Linked DNA regions of Sus scrofa: region 2 is linked to region 1. Evidence: chromatin contacts called from public HiChIP or PLAC-seq data. All regions are on one chromosome and are shown on one strand. Each heading gives the region's core, a stretch centred on a gene start, on an enhancer-like site or on the middle of the called end of the contact. The rest is flanking DNA. Distances are from core to core; before and after follow the strand shown. Region 1 holds the start of TRAPPC3 (trafficking protein particle complex subunit 3). Region 2 overlaps THRAP3 (thyroid hormone receptor-associated protein 3).

Region 1 (7,948 bases), core at 3,544-6,043:
TTTTACGGCCACACCCACAGCACATGGAGGCTAGGGGTCAAATCGGAGCTGCAGCTGCCGGCCACAGCCACGTAGGATCTGAGCTGCATCTGTGATCCATACTGCAGCTTGCAGCAATGCGGGGTCCTTAACCTATTGAATGAGGCCAGGGATTGAACCCGCATCCTCATGGATACTAGTCAGGTTCTTAACCCGATGAGCCACTACAGAAACTCCTGCCTGGGGTTTTGGAATGGGATCCCTGACTGAGGCTCTCTACACCATCTCTTAATTTGCAAGTCTGTCTCCATCTTCAGTTATGAACCAAGACCATTTGGAATAGTGCATGACAGCATGACATAAATATACAACTTAAAGATCTTCAGACCTAAAAACAGGAGTGAGCTGTGGTATAGGAAAAAAATCATTCAACATTTACTGTGTACCAGGGACTACCTAACAGGAGGGAAACAGATAGTAAACTAAATAAATAAAATAAATCATTTGTCAGATAGTGATAAGTGCTATGGAGGAAAATAAGCATAAAAAGAGATTAAAGGGTATTTATATTCACCTATGTGTGTGTGTGTGTGCAGAGGTCAATTTTTTTTTTTTTTTTCCTTTTTCAGCCACACACACAGCATATGGAAGTTCCTGGGCCAGGGATCGAATCCAAGCTGTTGCTGTGACCTATGCCACAGCTGCGGCAACACTGGATCCTTAATTCACTGTGCAGGGACGGATATCAAACATGAGCCGCCACAGACACCCTCAGATCCTTAATCCACTACACCACAGCAGGAACTCTCAGGGGCCAATTTTAATAGGGCAGTCAGAGAAGGCCTCCTTAAGATGATATTTGCGCGAAGACCTGAAGGAAGTAAGACCAAGCTATCAAGACATCTAGGTGAAAAAATTCAAGGTAGCAAGTTGATTCCCTGAAATGGGATTATGTCTGGTGTGTGTGAGAAACAGCTAGGAGACCAGCGCGATTAGAAGAAGAAGTCAGAGGGGTTCCCATCGTGGCACAGAGGAAACGAATTGGACTAGGAACCATGAGGTTGCAGGTTCGATCCCTGGCCTCGCTCAGTGGATTAACGATCCAGCATTGCTGTGAGCTGTGGTGTAGGTCGCAGACGTGGCTCAGATCTGGTATGGCTGCGTCTGTGGTGTAGGCCGGCAGTTACAGCTCTGATTAGACCCCTAGCCTGAGAACCTCCATATGCCACAGGTGAGGCTCTAAAAAGACAAAAAAAAAAAAAAAAGAAGAAGAAGAGGAAGTCAGAGAAGTAACAATAGGTTTCAGAGTCTGAACTTATAACTTAAAGTTCCATGGGACCTTAAGGGTCAGCCAATTCAATCAATCCAGTGTATTCACAGAACATAAGCACCACATTCTTCCTCCCAACAGAAACATGAATCTCTTCTGCAAGACATCTACTTTCAGACTGCTTGAATTCTGTTTAATAATAGTGATCATTAACATTTATAAAATTTTCAGAGTGTCTTTACAGAGCTACTCATTGATCTTCATAAGAGCCATGAGAGGTTAACAGAACAAACGTTATTTATCTCCATTTTTACAGATGTCAGGTTAAGTAACTGAGACCCAGTCTTATCATCAAGCATTGTCCTGAAAAAGTTTTGTTCTCGGAGTTCCTGTTGTGGCGCAGTGGTTAACGAATCTGACTAGGAACCATGAGGTTGCGGGTTTGATCCCTGGCCCCGCTCAGTGGGTTAAGGATCTGGCGTTGCCATGAGCTGTGGTGTAGGTCGCAGACATGGCTCGGATCCCAAGTTGCTGTGGCTCTGGTGTAGGCTGGTGGCTACAGCTCCGATTAGACCTCTAGCCTGGGAACCTCCATATGCCGTAGGAAGTGGCCCTAGAAAAGGCAAAAAGAAAAAAAAAAAAAAAAAAAAAGGTTTTGTTCTCCTAAGCCACTGCTTAATCTCCCTGAATATCAGCTTTTCCCATCTGCACAATGGGACTATTACCTGCCCTTCAGGGTTACTGTGAGATTCCAGTAAGATGATGTGTGTAGAGTGCCTATTGCACAGAACATACTCAAGAAGGAGATGTTCGTTCTGTTCTTAAACCGGTTTTCTGGTACCAAAAAGCACACTGAACTAGTTCAAAGAGGGAGATTCTGAATCACTATAAAGAACTCTAAAACAATTATTAAGGCATAAAGAAAGGGTTTATAGGCAGAAGACCTGATTCTGAGTCTGGACTTGTCACTTGCTAGCTGTGAGACTTTAGCTAAGTCACTTCGCGTGGCTAAACCATAATCATCTCAAACAAAAACAGTAACAGTGAAATCTAACATGCCAATCACAGGGTTGACTGGGAAGGTCTCATGAGATAATAGACTAAAAGATGCTTGGCAGTCCAAGAAACCACAGGAGTGGTTTCATACTGACAAAGCCAATATGAAATCCAAGTACTTCAGGCACAACTTGAGCAGATTAAGTTAAGCCAAACTCTACACTCAGGTGGGCACTTGATGGTTTTCAGGGGGCTTTGTAGTTACTGTGCAAAGATAAACCTCTAAACTCCTTAAGGGGCTTATCTTCGGAGCTACGGCTCCAAGAGTCACAGTTACTATTTTTGTCAACACAAGTAATCCAGTGTGACTGCCCCCCCAGCAGCTAGGGAAGGAAGGTCAGTATCAGGACTGAATCCATCCCTCTTGTCACTCTTCAGCCTCCTGTCATGGAGACTCTGAGTACAGCTGCTCAAGTAGTCACTCGCCTAAACTCTGGAGAATAGAGCTGCAGCACACAGGAGGGCAGGCCAGAGTGTCTGTGGGATTCAAGAACTGAACACCATACAGACACACAAATGTTAATATCTTTACTAATAAGGGTGCTTGTGTGGTGATCATTTTGAGGTGTACAGTAATATCCAATCACTGTGTTGTGCACATGGAACTAACACAGTGTTGTAGATAAACTATACTTCAATTTTTAAAAAAAAATATACTGGAGTTCCCATCGTGGCTCAGCGGATATGAATCTGACCAGTATCCATGAGGATGCAGGTTCGATCCCTGGCCTCGCTCAGTAGGTTAAGGATCTGGCATTGCCGTGATCTGTGGCGCAGGTCACAGAGGTGGCTTGGATCTGGCGTAGCTGTGGCTGTGGTGTAGGCTGGCAGCTGTAGCTCCAATTGGACCCCTAGCCTGGCAACTTCCACATGTCGTGGGTATGGCCCTAAAAAGAAAAATAAATAAAATTTTTTTAAAAAAAGGATATTTGCTAGCTGATATTTACTGTCGGTTGTGTTCTTAGGTGCACTATCACACTGCTAGCTTTACACACGATACTTCAATTAACCCTCAAAACAAACCTTATTATAAAGATACTATTATTACCTTTTTATTTTTTAAAAATGTTTTAAATATTAAATTTTTATTTTTTGGTCATGTCTGCAGCATGCAAAAGTTCCTGTGCCAGGGACTAAATGCCAGCCACAGTAGCGACAATATTGGGTTCTTAACTCACTGAGCCACCAGGGAACTCCCCAAAACAGTAATTCTTAACCTGTGTCCATAGAGTATCTTCAGGGGGCCCACAGATGCCTCCCAAAATGTAAGTAAATGTCTATGTGTATGTGTGTCTACTTACTATTTCTGGGGAGAAGGTCCATAACTATCACCAACTTCTCAAAAGGGGTCTGAGAGAGAAAAAGTTAAGTACAGTACTACACCAGAGTAACAAGGCTGCCTGCTGCCCATTTTTCGTGGCTGTTCCTGATATATGATGCAAAGGTGTGAGGGAAGTTTAGACATGTGTCAACAAAGGGCCCCTGATCTGCCCTGTATGCAACCTTCAGTAACTCAGTTAAATCGGAAAGCAAAGAGAACTGGGCAATTCTGGATGAACTAAGAAAATGCCAAAGAAAAGGAACACGCATCAAAAAGTCCCCTTAGTTTGAAGAAAAAAGTCATCTACCTTACTTCCCAGGCCCAGCCCCCATCTGCAGCCAAACTTTATGGAACTATATTCCCAGGACAAGAAAGAAGCCAGAGAAGAGTACCACTGACTGCCTACTTTGACCCACCCCTTACTCTTCCTTTCTGGCAAAACCAGAATGTGAGCATCTCTTGCAATGCCCACGGCATAGTGTGAGAGATATTATGGTCTGAAGCATGAGCTTTGGGGTCAGAGAGACATGGGTTCAAATTCCAACTCTTCCTAGCGGTAAATTTGGGCAAGTTATGTAACCTCTCTGAGCCCCAAAACGGTGAGAATTACTTTGCGGATTAAATGAGATAATGGATATAAAGTGCTTGGCCCAGTGCCTAATTAACAGAAGAGCGCAACAGTGGGAATTACTGCTATTACCGTCGTCGCTGTTGATCCCGTACTCAGGCCTCGGGGGAGGGGTCTCTGAGCTACTCCAGAGGCCCTCCAACCCGCCTCAGGCCCACGACGCGCCCCGAGCGATTCTCCACTCTCGACCCATCTAGCAGCCTCCTCCTCCTTCGTTCCACCGGAATCACTCCCTCCCAGCGCTCGGAGAAGGCGCTTTACCAGTTGGGCCCTGCGCCCTGCGCCGGGCCCCTTCCCCAGAACGCCCCCATTCCGCCCCGCCCGCCGAGATCACACGCTCCGGTTACCATTTTCTTGCTCTCGGTGCCACGATTCGCCTGCCTCGACATGGTGCCGGCCGCCTACCCCGCCTCGCCACAGACCCACCCGGCGACCCCTCCTAAAACCTCTGGACCCAGTTAGCGACCCCACAGCGTCGGGGATTGACGGGTGCCGCCTCACCGCGCCTGCGCGCCTGCCGCGGGGCACCACGGGAGTCGTGGTCTGGCCGACGAGGGTAATTCCCGCCCAATAAACGTCGGACTACAACACCCAACAGCCTCATTGGCGCCACCGCGTAGCTGGACTATAACTCCCAGAGTGCCCCGTGCTCAGCGGACTCCTGGAGCCTGGCTCCCCATGGGCTGCAGTATGGCCACTAGGTGGCGTTAGCAGTTTGCGGTAATCTTGTATCGTCCACACTTCCCCTTCCTGCCCCCCCAACCCCCACTCAGAGATGCTCCGCAAATTCCTCTCTCGCTGGGGTTGGTCTTGGAAAGTCCCTCTTTCAAACTAGCTTCTTCCGCTGTTGCTGCAATTCAGAGCTAGAAGCTCCCAGGATGTCCCAGAAGACTGGCTATGGCTCATACACAAATCTGGCTTCTTCACAACAATATTTAATGACCACCTACTACGTGCCAACGGCTTTCTCTTCAAATTGCCATCTGTCCCCAGACCCCAAACGCAGCTAAGCATCTGCATCTTAACCACTGTGGCCTCCTGATGAAACATCCAGTCTGATAAAGTTCAGGTCATTTTCTCCCCCTCCCTCCCCTGTAACAACTACAGTCTGGTTCCAGGAAAAAAAAAAAAAGATCACCAGCGTTGGTAGCAGCCAGTCCTGGATTTTAATCCCAGCTTTGCCATTTTAGGCAAGTTGCTGGATCTCTCTCAGTTGTTGTGAAGATTGGTGAGACATGTATGCAGAGCACTTGGCACAAAGTAACTGTGCATTCCCTTTCTTCCAGCCACTCTCTAAAAACACAGCCCAGCAAACAGGCCCCAGAAATACCAAGGGAATGTGCTGGCCACACCCTCACCCATCACCAAGGCAAGTCCTGCAGTCCCAGACCATATAGCCCTTTGGTTTCACCTCCAGCCATCCCTCCCTGACTGGTCAATTCTGACAGAACTGGGCTGGGAGTCCAAGGAGCACCCTCTCCTCACTTAGGCCTGGTGGTCTGGCTCTGAGGCAGCTGCATTTTGCTGCTAGCCTTCACCATGATAACCAGCCTGCCCAGGCATGGCCAGCCTGGCTGGGGAAGGCTGGGGGGCCCGGCTGCTCAGCCTGAAAGACAGTACCCAGGATTCCCTCAGTCTCTCCCCCAGGGTGCAGGACTAACCATTATTACACTCTTCTCCCCGTGGCACAGACATTCTGGGGCCTCCCTAGAGGTAGTGACCTGTGACTCTCCTTCCTGTGTCAGTGCCTTGGCCAAGGGTTCTAGGAAGGAACACGATGGTCAGCTGGAGGTGGGGGTGGGGACGCTGGGGTGGGCTAGCCCCTGGAGGCCAGCAAAACTAGAGAAGAACCTCCTGCATTCCCAGGAGAGAGGACAGCTGAGGTGAAAGCTGCAGTTGGCTGGCCTGTCTGTCGGTCTGGGCTCCTCCCTGCCGGCTGCCCTTGGCTGCCCACAGAAACCTGAGTCACAGTCACGGCCTGCGGCCCGACCCCACCCAGCCTGCTGTCAGGCAGGGCGGTTCTGGAGGGACTGGAGGCGGAGCCTCTCCCTGCCCATCTTGCAACCTCTGAGATTCTTCCCCTCTCTGCTTGCAATTCCTCCTTTTGGCGACTTTTCCTTTGGGACGCCTCCTTGAAGAGTCACCAGTCTTGAATTAAGAGTGGGGGTGGGGTCTATCTCAGGCTAATCTCTAGGGTATCCTCCTGGCTCCTTAGCAACTTCACCAAGGGCTCTCATTCACAAATGCCAATCCTTCTCTAGCAACCCTGCAGCCAGAACTCTTTAGAAGACCAGGCATCCCCTCCCTACCCTCCTTGGCGGAAAAAAATGCAGCGGGCGTAACTTCCCATCCTTTAACAGGGACTCTAGACAAGGACACCCCCCCTCCGCCCCCGCCAACCCAAAGGCTTCAACCTATTTCGTCCTGGATAGTTCCTCCCCCTCCAATTCCTGTCTGTTACTTCCCCTCTGCAAGAACTGGACGGAGGGAGCACACACTGCAGCTGGTGTCTACGGCCGCCCTTGAGGGCATTCCCCACCCCCAGCCCCAGGGAAGGGGCCGTGGAGGAGAGGGCTCTCCAGCCAAGTGGTCTGGGTTAGAGACCCCCTTCTTGCTGCAGCACCCTGGGGGAGTTGAGAGTGCAAATCTCTCCCTGCCCCCACCATGAGGCCCCTCCTACTTCCTACTTTGTGGGTGTGGAGACAGCCTCCAGGGCCTTGGTCCCAATTGATACCTCTTTGTCAAACCTCCCAGTGGTTTCCTTCACTGCCAGCTTCATCCTGGACCCTGTCCCACCAAACCTAGGAGGTTATAAACACTCTTACACCTGTTCTCCCCCTGGTGGGATCAGGAAAGGGATGTATTTCTGAACCCCATTCAGCGACCTGCCCCCCAGCCCAGCTGCTCCAGCCCAGACTGACGACTCCAAGCCTGTTTCTGTGGAAGGGGAGGAGAACTGCCCCAGGCAGAAGGGGAGGCACAGGAAGGTGACAGCTCCTCACCGTTTACCTTAGAGGGCAGGGCATCCTGCTGGGGCCTCAGCCCATGATGTTGCAAGTGCTCCCCTTCTCCTTCTCTGGGATGTGTAATGTTTGGGGAACACGATCACTCAGCCCCAACCTCAGAGACACCCACTCTAAGCCCTGTCAGTTGCTGTGGCCTGGGGTCCACCAAGGATCCCGATCAGTTAGGAGGCAGATGGCAAGGAGTCCACTCCGACTGTCTGGTCTTACTGCAGCACTCACAGGACACGGGTGCTCTCCTGGCTCCCCTCAGTCATCCTCCCAGGACTCGATGCTGCCGACCCATCGGATGCATCCATCGGACGGACGTGTAGGAAGCCTTCTGAGGCTGGCCAGAGAATGTCAAGTTGCCTAACTCCCACCGCTAGCATCCTGTGAGGAGGTACAGGTGCCTCAGTCTAAGGAAGGGCTCCTCAACGTTGGCACCACTGACATTTGGGGCCTGATGGGTCTTTGTTCTGGGGGTGGTCCCGTGCCTTGCAGAATGTTAACAACCCTGGTGACTAAGTACTAGATACCAGTAACACCCCTAGTTACGACAACCACAAATGCCTCTAAATATTGCCAAATGTCCCTGGGGAGCAAAACTGCCTCTAGTTAAGAACCACTGAGTAGGCTAATACCCTACACTGTCTCTTTGCGGGAGCTCCTCAAAGTCAATCCCCCACCAT
Region 2 (7,948 bases), core at 3,532-6,031, 110 kb after region 1:
TCGGTGAATAATAGGCCGTTATATTTTAATTCCCAAGATGAAAGGTAGTCTTGATGTGAATTTAAGATTGTAGGCATGGCTCTAGCAGTACTGGATGGAAATAAGAAGTTTCTTCTGTTTGAGTTCAGGAAGTTGAGATTGTGGGGGGAGGGTGTGCATGCATACATGTGTGTGCGTGCTTTTGTACACTTATGAGAGAGTGTAAGTAAATAAACAACATAAGCGTATAAGTTATGAAACACAATAAAAGGGAATATCTATGATTCTGTTACTCAGCTTGTGAACCAAAATATTACCAGTGCTCTAGTCACACTATGGAATGGTAAACAATTTTTGTGTTTTCAATTCCAGGAGGATAGACATTTCCCCCAGTACTTTCAGAAAACATGGTTTGGCTCATGACGAAATGAAAAGTCCCCGGGAACCTGGCTACAAGGTGAACTGTTGCTTTGATCAGTAATTCCAACAAAATGAGTGCGTTGGGCATGAACTTGACAGAAATGTGTTTGTTTAAATTACTCTCTACTTAAGTTTGTGTTTTTCTTTTAAGGATGGGCATAATTCTAAAAATGAACTACAAAGGGTTAATTTTTATTAAATGTATCAACAACCTTTGTGAAGTGGTTAGAATATGGTAAATGACCCCAAAGTCTATTGAGGTGAGCTTGAGAAAAAAAAGAGAGGAGTTTTGGAACAAGTGCCCATGATGAGAGAAGAAACTTTTTGTGATATTTTTCTGCTTGTAAGTATTATCAAATCAACTATATACATGCGCTATTTCCAACCATGATTTCAAAAGACATGCATGTCAGAGGAGAGTGAAATATTCATATCTTAACTTCGTAGACTGTTTTAAGCAGTTAGTCCAGATTTTTTTCTAACATTGTACCATATCTATCATCTGTTGGTTACTGTTACTCTAAAGCTAAGCATTGCGTTGATAGCCCAGTTACCTTTGTGATGATGTGCACGTAAACACTGTTTTTAAGAGGTTTAAAGCTTGTATGCAGTCTCTTACTATGAAGTGCTAGATTTGGGTTTTTAAAATCTTAGGATTTATTGACCACCATTCTCATATACAGCGAAAATTTATAATTAAAGGTAGCTCTTCCGATGTTGCTGAGACCTTTCCCAAAAGTACAAATTTTCAAGTTTTCCGAATAAATTTGTCTTGTTGGTTGAATGCGATGAGAGACAACCTTGCACAGTCTCTCTTCGCTCCCATCCCCCTTTTCTTTTTCTCCAAGTCCCCACTAGCTTGGCCTGAACCATGTGAAATGCAAGCTTTTGAAACATCAGGAGGAATCCCGTCCTCTCTGCCCCGCAGAACCTACTCGTTAGAGGTGCTACGTGCAGCGCCTGAGGGAGCCATGCTGGGTTTTTTCCTCTTTTTTTGGTCTTTGGAGGGTACAGAGGCCCCACTTGCAGAAACAGCCACCACGTGATAAAGTGAACCTGCTTATACCTACCACTTCTGTAATTAAAATTAATTTTTTTTTTCAACAGAAAGCTTAGTCGTTTGTGTAAGTAAAATGTTAATACAGAGTGAACTGCTCCTTTCCTCCTTTTTAGGGAGCTTTTACTTCCATGAGACAAGTCTTAGTGTAGAACATCCCTGAAACCACCTTACATCTCTGCTTCCCTTGAGCTTCTCAAGAGCTGTTTGAAGGCCCTTGGCCTGATAGTTTGGGGTAGAAGGCCGCTGTCGTTGCTAGGCTCATGCTGTATCTGCAGTATACTTACCCGGATAGGTTACACTTCCTAGGAAGTTAGCAAAAAAGATTTTTATTTTTCTCTTTCTTTTTTTAAAAAATAAACTTTGATGTTTCCACTTTATGAATTCTCCATTATGGTTTTTGATAATCCCTCTTTAGAAATTTCTCAATATAACTAACCATTTTGAGAGGCTGCCCAAGTCTCTTGTTGTCTGTCACTGGATTCCATACTCAAGAGATTCTGTGGAGGAGGAGAGGTCCTGGGGGGGCTGCCAAAGAGAAGGTAGGGGAAATAACAGCATTTCCACTCTCGGTGGTGACTGAGCCTGAACCAGCCTAACCGATACCTTCCAGAGCTGATTTTGGCTTTCTCAACTTGTCGGCTAGCCAGTCATTCCTGGGCCACGGAGGGAAACAGCAAAGTGAGCTGTGTGTATGCACAGGCGCCGCAGCATTTGCAGAAGGCTGTGGTCATTGTTTTAGAGAACGGGTTTGGGCTCTGAAGGGATCCTCATAAAATGACTCCTATGGAAGATCTCGTATCCCTGCCTAGCTCGGGTGAGGTGCCGCCTCGCGCTCCTGGTGCTTCCTCTGCACCACTCCATTGGAGTAGAAACCAGTTTGTGGGGTGGTTGAGTTGGTAGCCCTGAATCCCAAGAACTTTCATTTTGATGTCTCTTTTGGCAGGCTGAGGGAAAATACAAAGATGATCCCGTTGATCTCCGCCTTGATATTGAGCGTCGTAAAAAACATAAAGAGAGAGATCTTAAACGAGGTAAATCAAGAGAGTCAGTGGATTCCCGAGACTCAAGCCACTCGAGGGAACGCTCAGCTGAGAAAACGGAGAAAACTCATAAAGGATCAAAGAAACAGAAGTACGTCATCCATGAGCCCTTGTCTGTCACCTTATTCAGACTCCTGAGTGGCCTCTGTCTGCCCTCCATTAGGCTGTACTGCAGACCCTCCACGGCAGAGAACTTGGGTTAGAAACGGTAGCCACGTGTGCAGTTTCTTTGAACTGTCAAGTAAGGTCCCTGGATTAAAAGCAGAACTTTTGCACAAATGTAGGCATAATCCTTGTCCAAGGGAGGCCTCCCCACTCGGAGATGATGGGCAGTTGATTTGGCTCTAGGGACAGTGTGCAGAATCATTGGGAATTCTTTTTGCATTTATTTTGGACACGTTCTTTGTCATGTCCTTGCTCAGTACAGATCTTGGGGGGTTATGTTTTAGAAATGGCTCAAAGTTGTTGTCAGGTAATGACAGTGGTGGGAGAAACAGGGTGGAACTGGATAGGACAAGTTCGTTGATCTCAAATGCCTTTTAAACTAGTTTCACAGACACTTCCAAGAGAGGGATTGTTCCAAATATTCTTTTAACAAAGGTAGTACTGTTGCGCTTCATAAGGCGGCATTTATACCAAGGTCCTGTTGTTTCTACTTATGGTTTTTTTTTGTCTTTTTGCTATTTCTTGGGCCGCTCCCGAGGCATATGGAGGTTCCCAGGCTAGGGGTCGAATCGGAGTTGTAGATGCCGGCCTACGCCAGAGCCACAGCAATTCGGGATCCGAGCCACGTCTGCAACCTACACCACAGCTCACGGCAGCGCTGGATCGTTAACCCACTGAGCAAGGGCAGGGACCAAACCCGCAACCTCATGGTTCCTAGTCGGATTCGTTAACTACTGCGCCACGACGGGAACTCCATCTACTTAGGTTTTTGAATGTTTATGACTTTTCAGTCATGTCTCATTAAAGGTAACAGAGTTAGGAGTGGCTACAGCTCTGATTCGACCCCTAGCCTGGGAACCTCCATATGCCGTGGGAGCGGCCCAAGAAATGGCAAAAAGACAAAAAAAAAAAAAGGTAACAGAGTTAAAACCTCATGCCTTTCTGTAAGAAGCAACACCACTTCTGTTGTCTATGAACTTTAACTGGTAAGCACGTTCGTATTCATTGCCCTTTTTTGGGGGGGCCACACTGGCCCCATATGGAGGTTCCCAGGCTAGGGGTCCAATCACCACAGCCTACACCGCAGCCAACAGCGTGGGATCCAAGTTGCGTCTGTGACCTACACCACAGCTCACAGCAATGCCAGATCCTTAACCCCCTGAGAGAGGCCGGGATCCATCCCGCATCCTCATGGGTACTGGTCAGGTTTATTAACCGCTAAGCCATGACGGGAACTCCCTATTTTCTGATAATAGTCCTTTGAGATACGTTGGACAGTGAGTAGGCTACCTGATTTGCCCATTTGAAAGATAAAAAAGTAAGCCCAGGATGATTTGTCCAAGGTCACACTGTATCGACTGACATCAAACCTCAGATCTTCTGTTTGTCTCCCTTCCAGTCTGTTACTCATGCATGAACGAGCTCTAGCAGCTTTCGGGGCTCCCCACAGATGCAGGACTGATGATTCGCTGTAGGGAACGGAAGTGGGGGTACAGTAGTCGTCAGTGCTGCCCCTGGTGGAAAGGGAGCAGGAGCCCTCAGGCGTTTCAGGATTGGCCTTGGATCACTGATCCTTATTCTTTTCGCTTATTCCTTTCTGTCTGATTTGCTCTGTAACCTTGAACAAGTCTCTAGCAACCCTAGTGTTTTGTGATTGGGGCGAGAAGAAGAATGACAGTTGTGTCACTGTTCTCTTTGTATGTCACACTTGAGTTGATACAAGGACTCTTTCTCATATGCCTGAAGGGTGGCTCACCCAAGGTTACACAGCTAATAAAAGGCAGTGTTGGGACTTAAATCTGGGGTCTTTTGGAGTGTTATTTTTGAAAACTTCTTGAACTAGCAGTGAGTCAAACATTCGAGTTGTAAGAATCCTGTGGAAGTAACTTAGATTTTCCTTTTTTTATGAGTAAATGTTAGAGCCAGAAGGATTCAGATAATTAAGTATTTGATCATCTCAACTGTTTGGGGGTTGGGGTAGGAGGCGGGGGCCAGGGGCTTTTCATAATGGAGGAGGGTAATGATGTGTTACTGGCACTTGGCTGGCTCCTCCCTGTAAGGCCTCCTCTCCTCTTGGGAGCCTGGCCTTTCTGCCACCTTAGACGTAGTTGGTACCCTCCTCCACTACCACATGGCAGTACGTAGACTGTGACTCATCGTATTAGTGTGATTTGCCTAGTCTGTAATTTCCCCCAGATGAAGGGCAGGAAGGGAAATAACTCTGGGAAGAGTTTCACCAGATCCTCTGCTTAATGACACAATCTGTTTAAGCTCAGTGGAAGGTGGGAGGTGGTTTGCGGAGTAGTCGTATAATTAGAGCTAGGTGTGAATCCAGGTCTGCTCAGCTCTGTCACCTGAACATCCTGTCTATAAAATGGGGGAAATACTACTGAATAGTCCTAATTGCCATTTACTGAGTGCCTTCTACATCAGTGTAAAGTGTTTTAAGCACACTGTTTTTTAAATCTTTAGAGTAGCCTCACAAAACAGGTACCATTCTTCCTAGGAGAAATAAAACTAATATAAAGCCGAGACAGATGGTAATAGATAAAGCCTGTCCCAGTGCCACATACCCTGTGGCTCTACATACGCTGTTTGTTTCCTTCTGCCTTTCTGATTTGTGCTTGGGTATTAGACTGAACTACCAGAGGCCATGGACTGTGTTTTGTTCCTCCTCCTCTGTATTTCCCATGTTCATTCCAGGCTCAGACCTAGGCGTGTCCCTGGGTGGGAAAGTTGGGGGTGAGTTGTTGTTTCATCATAGACCTACTGCTGATTACACTGTGCTACTTCTCCGGGAGCCCCCAGCCAAGGACCCTACCCTAGAAGCTGACTGATTTCTCTGGCTCTTCTGTTTTCATAGGAAGCACCGGAGAGCACGAGACCGATCCAGGTCATCTTCCTCTTCTTCCCAGTCATCCCACTCCTACAAAGCAGAAGAGTACACTGAAGAGACCGAGGAGAGAGAGGAGAGTACCACCGGCTTTGACAAATCAAGACTGGGGACCAAAGACTTCGTGGGTCCAAGCGAGAGAGGAGGCAGAGCTCGAGGGACCTTTGTAAGCCCCTGTCCCCTCTCCCTTTCTCTCCGCCCTTACTTCCACCAGTTCCACTCATGTGCTAGAATACCTGTTTTGTTGCCCTTGATACAAGTAACCCAGTTTCTAAACCCTAGAATCCGTGGTTCCCCAATTCCCAGGCTTTCCATTTTCAGTTTTTTCTATTTATAATCACTTAGCCAGAAAGCCTCTTAGGGCTTCTGGTCTGAAGTTCACTTATCTCGACTCCATCCTGCTGTGTGTAGGGAGGCCCCGTACCATGTCGACTTCTGTCTAGGCTACAGACTTGAGAGGTACAGAAAGGGAATGGCTAGAAACCAGGTGACCAGCTGTCTATTTTGTGCCAGAAAAGTGTTTGAATAGAAAGCAAGGAGTTGTTTTTCTGCATTCCTTACATGGTCCCTTTGTCCTGTGTCCCCCCCACCCCTTGTTTATTGCCACAGCAATTTCGAGCCAGAGGGAGAGGCTGGGGCAGAGGTAACTACTCTGGTAACAACAACAACAGCAGCAACAACGATTTTCAGAAGAGAAACCGGGAGGAGGAGTGGGACCCTGAGTACACGCCCAAAAGCAAGAAGTATTACCTGGTATGTGTCTGGGGATAACCAGAAAGGGCCAAGGGGGCCTTTGGCACACACAGTAGCTGATACCGAGGCCTTGATTGGTCTCTTCAAAGCTGTGGTTAAAACGTGTGCAGGCACTGCACTGGCTACATAGGTGCTTGGAATAGTACAGTGTTGGCAGATGAGTGTTCCCCAGAGAGGCTGTCCTTGACCTTGAAAGTGTTATCTAAGATGTTTCTGGATTCCAGCATAAGCAGGAAAGGTTGCTCTTGCCTTTTTCATCTGTGAAGTTTTATTGCTTACTTTCCCTAACTCCAGCCTCCCTCCAGCCTTTACCCAAGATATCATTACTTTCCCCTGAGGCTGCAGCCCCTCCCTGTCACTCCTCAGCAGGAGATTGACAAGAAAGACTGCTCAGGATGTTTTTTTGAGGAAAGGGACCTGTCTCCAAAATGAAACACTGCTGGGGCTTCTCTTCTTCTAAGCTGTTGGTCATTCTCGGGTACTGGGCACCTTCTGAGCCTCTCCCTCTCAGGTTATGGCTCTTCTGAGGCTGAGTTACCTGGCCAATGAGTGAGCTCTCTTGGCCATACTGTGTCAGCAGTAGGCTCAGATCCAAGCAGATGTGACTTGGTGTTATAACCAAGGTAAACTTGGCAGCTGAGAGTCTCTCTTCACCTTTGAGGAGGACTGGCATGGAAACTGGAAGCTAGGAAACAGCTAAATCATTGTTCGTGGCTTCACTTTTCTAGGGCTTCTGGGAGCTACTTTGAGCCTCTCAGAGGAACCTTGAACCGCCATCCAGGGAAATGGCTGAGCTGGGATAGATACTGGAGTGGGGCTGTCTAGGGAAAGGATTAAAGGCCATACAAAGCCCATTTCCCTGCCCCTGTCTGCCACTGGAAGGAGCATTGCCAGCCTGATTCATTTAGGCTTGTGAACAAGCAGCTAGCCTTTTAGCTGAGCTAACCCGTTGGGCACCTAAGGATGGTTTAGACTCTTTGAAGCCATGGGGCTGACAAGTTAACAGTGACTTTTCAGAATGCTTCCTCATTCATTCTTTCATTAGATCCTGCCTTCTCTCTCATGAGATCATCAGAGCAGGGATTGTTTGAGTTGTAGGTTGTGGTTTTTCTACTCTCACCCTGCCTCCTTACATAAAACTTAAGAGGGCAGATACAAGATGGGAGGCTGGGTTCAGGTCCTGCTTTTGCTGCTAACTAGCCTGAGACCAGGAGCAGATCATGCCCTTGGTCGCACTTTCACTGCCTGTTCTTGGCTGCGGGAGGTAGGGCTGGGGAGAGCACCAGCCCCAAATGGGCCCCCCTCTGTATTCTGTGTTGCTTCCTCTGTTAGCTGCTTGAGGACCCAGATCAGATATCCTGTTTCACGTTTGGGGCTGATTTGCTTTCTCAAGCCCACCCCTTGAGAGGCGGTGTACTACATACTGAGTTAAAGTTCCTCAGGCTCTTTTTTGCCTAGTGGAGGTGATAATGGTAGGGTAGATGTGAGGAGTAAATGAGATAATGCAGGAAAAGGTCTTTGAGAGCTGGGTGAAGATGTTGTCGTCATCATTATAATGCCTAAGCTGCTACTTTAGAATTCAAGGAACCCAATTGAATATTCTCTTAGATCCGGATCAGTAGCCTTTTTGGAGTGGGG

What was found. HiChIP or PLAC-seq counts read pairs in DNA pulled down with a chosen protein or histone mark.
Region 2: an H3K27ac HiChIP or PLAC-seq map of alveolar macrophages shows a contact between it and region 1. The contact joins the enhancer-like site here to the promoter of TRAPPC3 in region 1. A contact is called at or near these places in 4 of 5 promoter capture datasets (fetal liver, fetal skeletal muscle, liver and 1 more), 11 of 47 Hi-C or Micro-C datasets (embryonic fibroblasts, epiblast stem cells, fetal skeletal muscle and 6 more) and 2 of 2 datasets of contacts at active chromatin or transcription factors (alveolar macrophages and skeletal muscle).

What each region holds. Positions count from the first base shown.
Region 1 is chr6:92,288,919-92,296,866 of Sscrofa11.1, forward strand. It overlaps TRAPPC3 (trafficking protein particle complex subunit 3), which reads right to left and starts at 4,794. Exons shown (of 5, transcript XM_005665219.3): 1 at 4,602-4,794. The coding sequence starts at 4,643.
Region 2 is chr6:92,402,665-92,410,612 of Sscrofa11.1, forward strand. THRAP3 (thyroid hormone receptor-associated protein 3) reads left to right here. Exons shown (of 12, transcript XM_021095929.1): 8 at 352-436; 9 at 2,403-2,590; 10 at 5,528-5,723; 11 at 6,167-6,310. Among named protein-coding and RNA genes, the nearest start is that of SH3D21, 6.6 kb to the right of the region's middle. Within about 2 kb of position 4,782, at least 21 of the 83 cell types and tissues checked have an H3K27ac peak or open chromatin away from gene starts, as enhancers often do. A contact at or near this core is called in alveolar macrophages and embryonic fibroblasts, where this site is marked.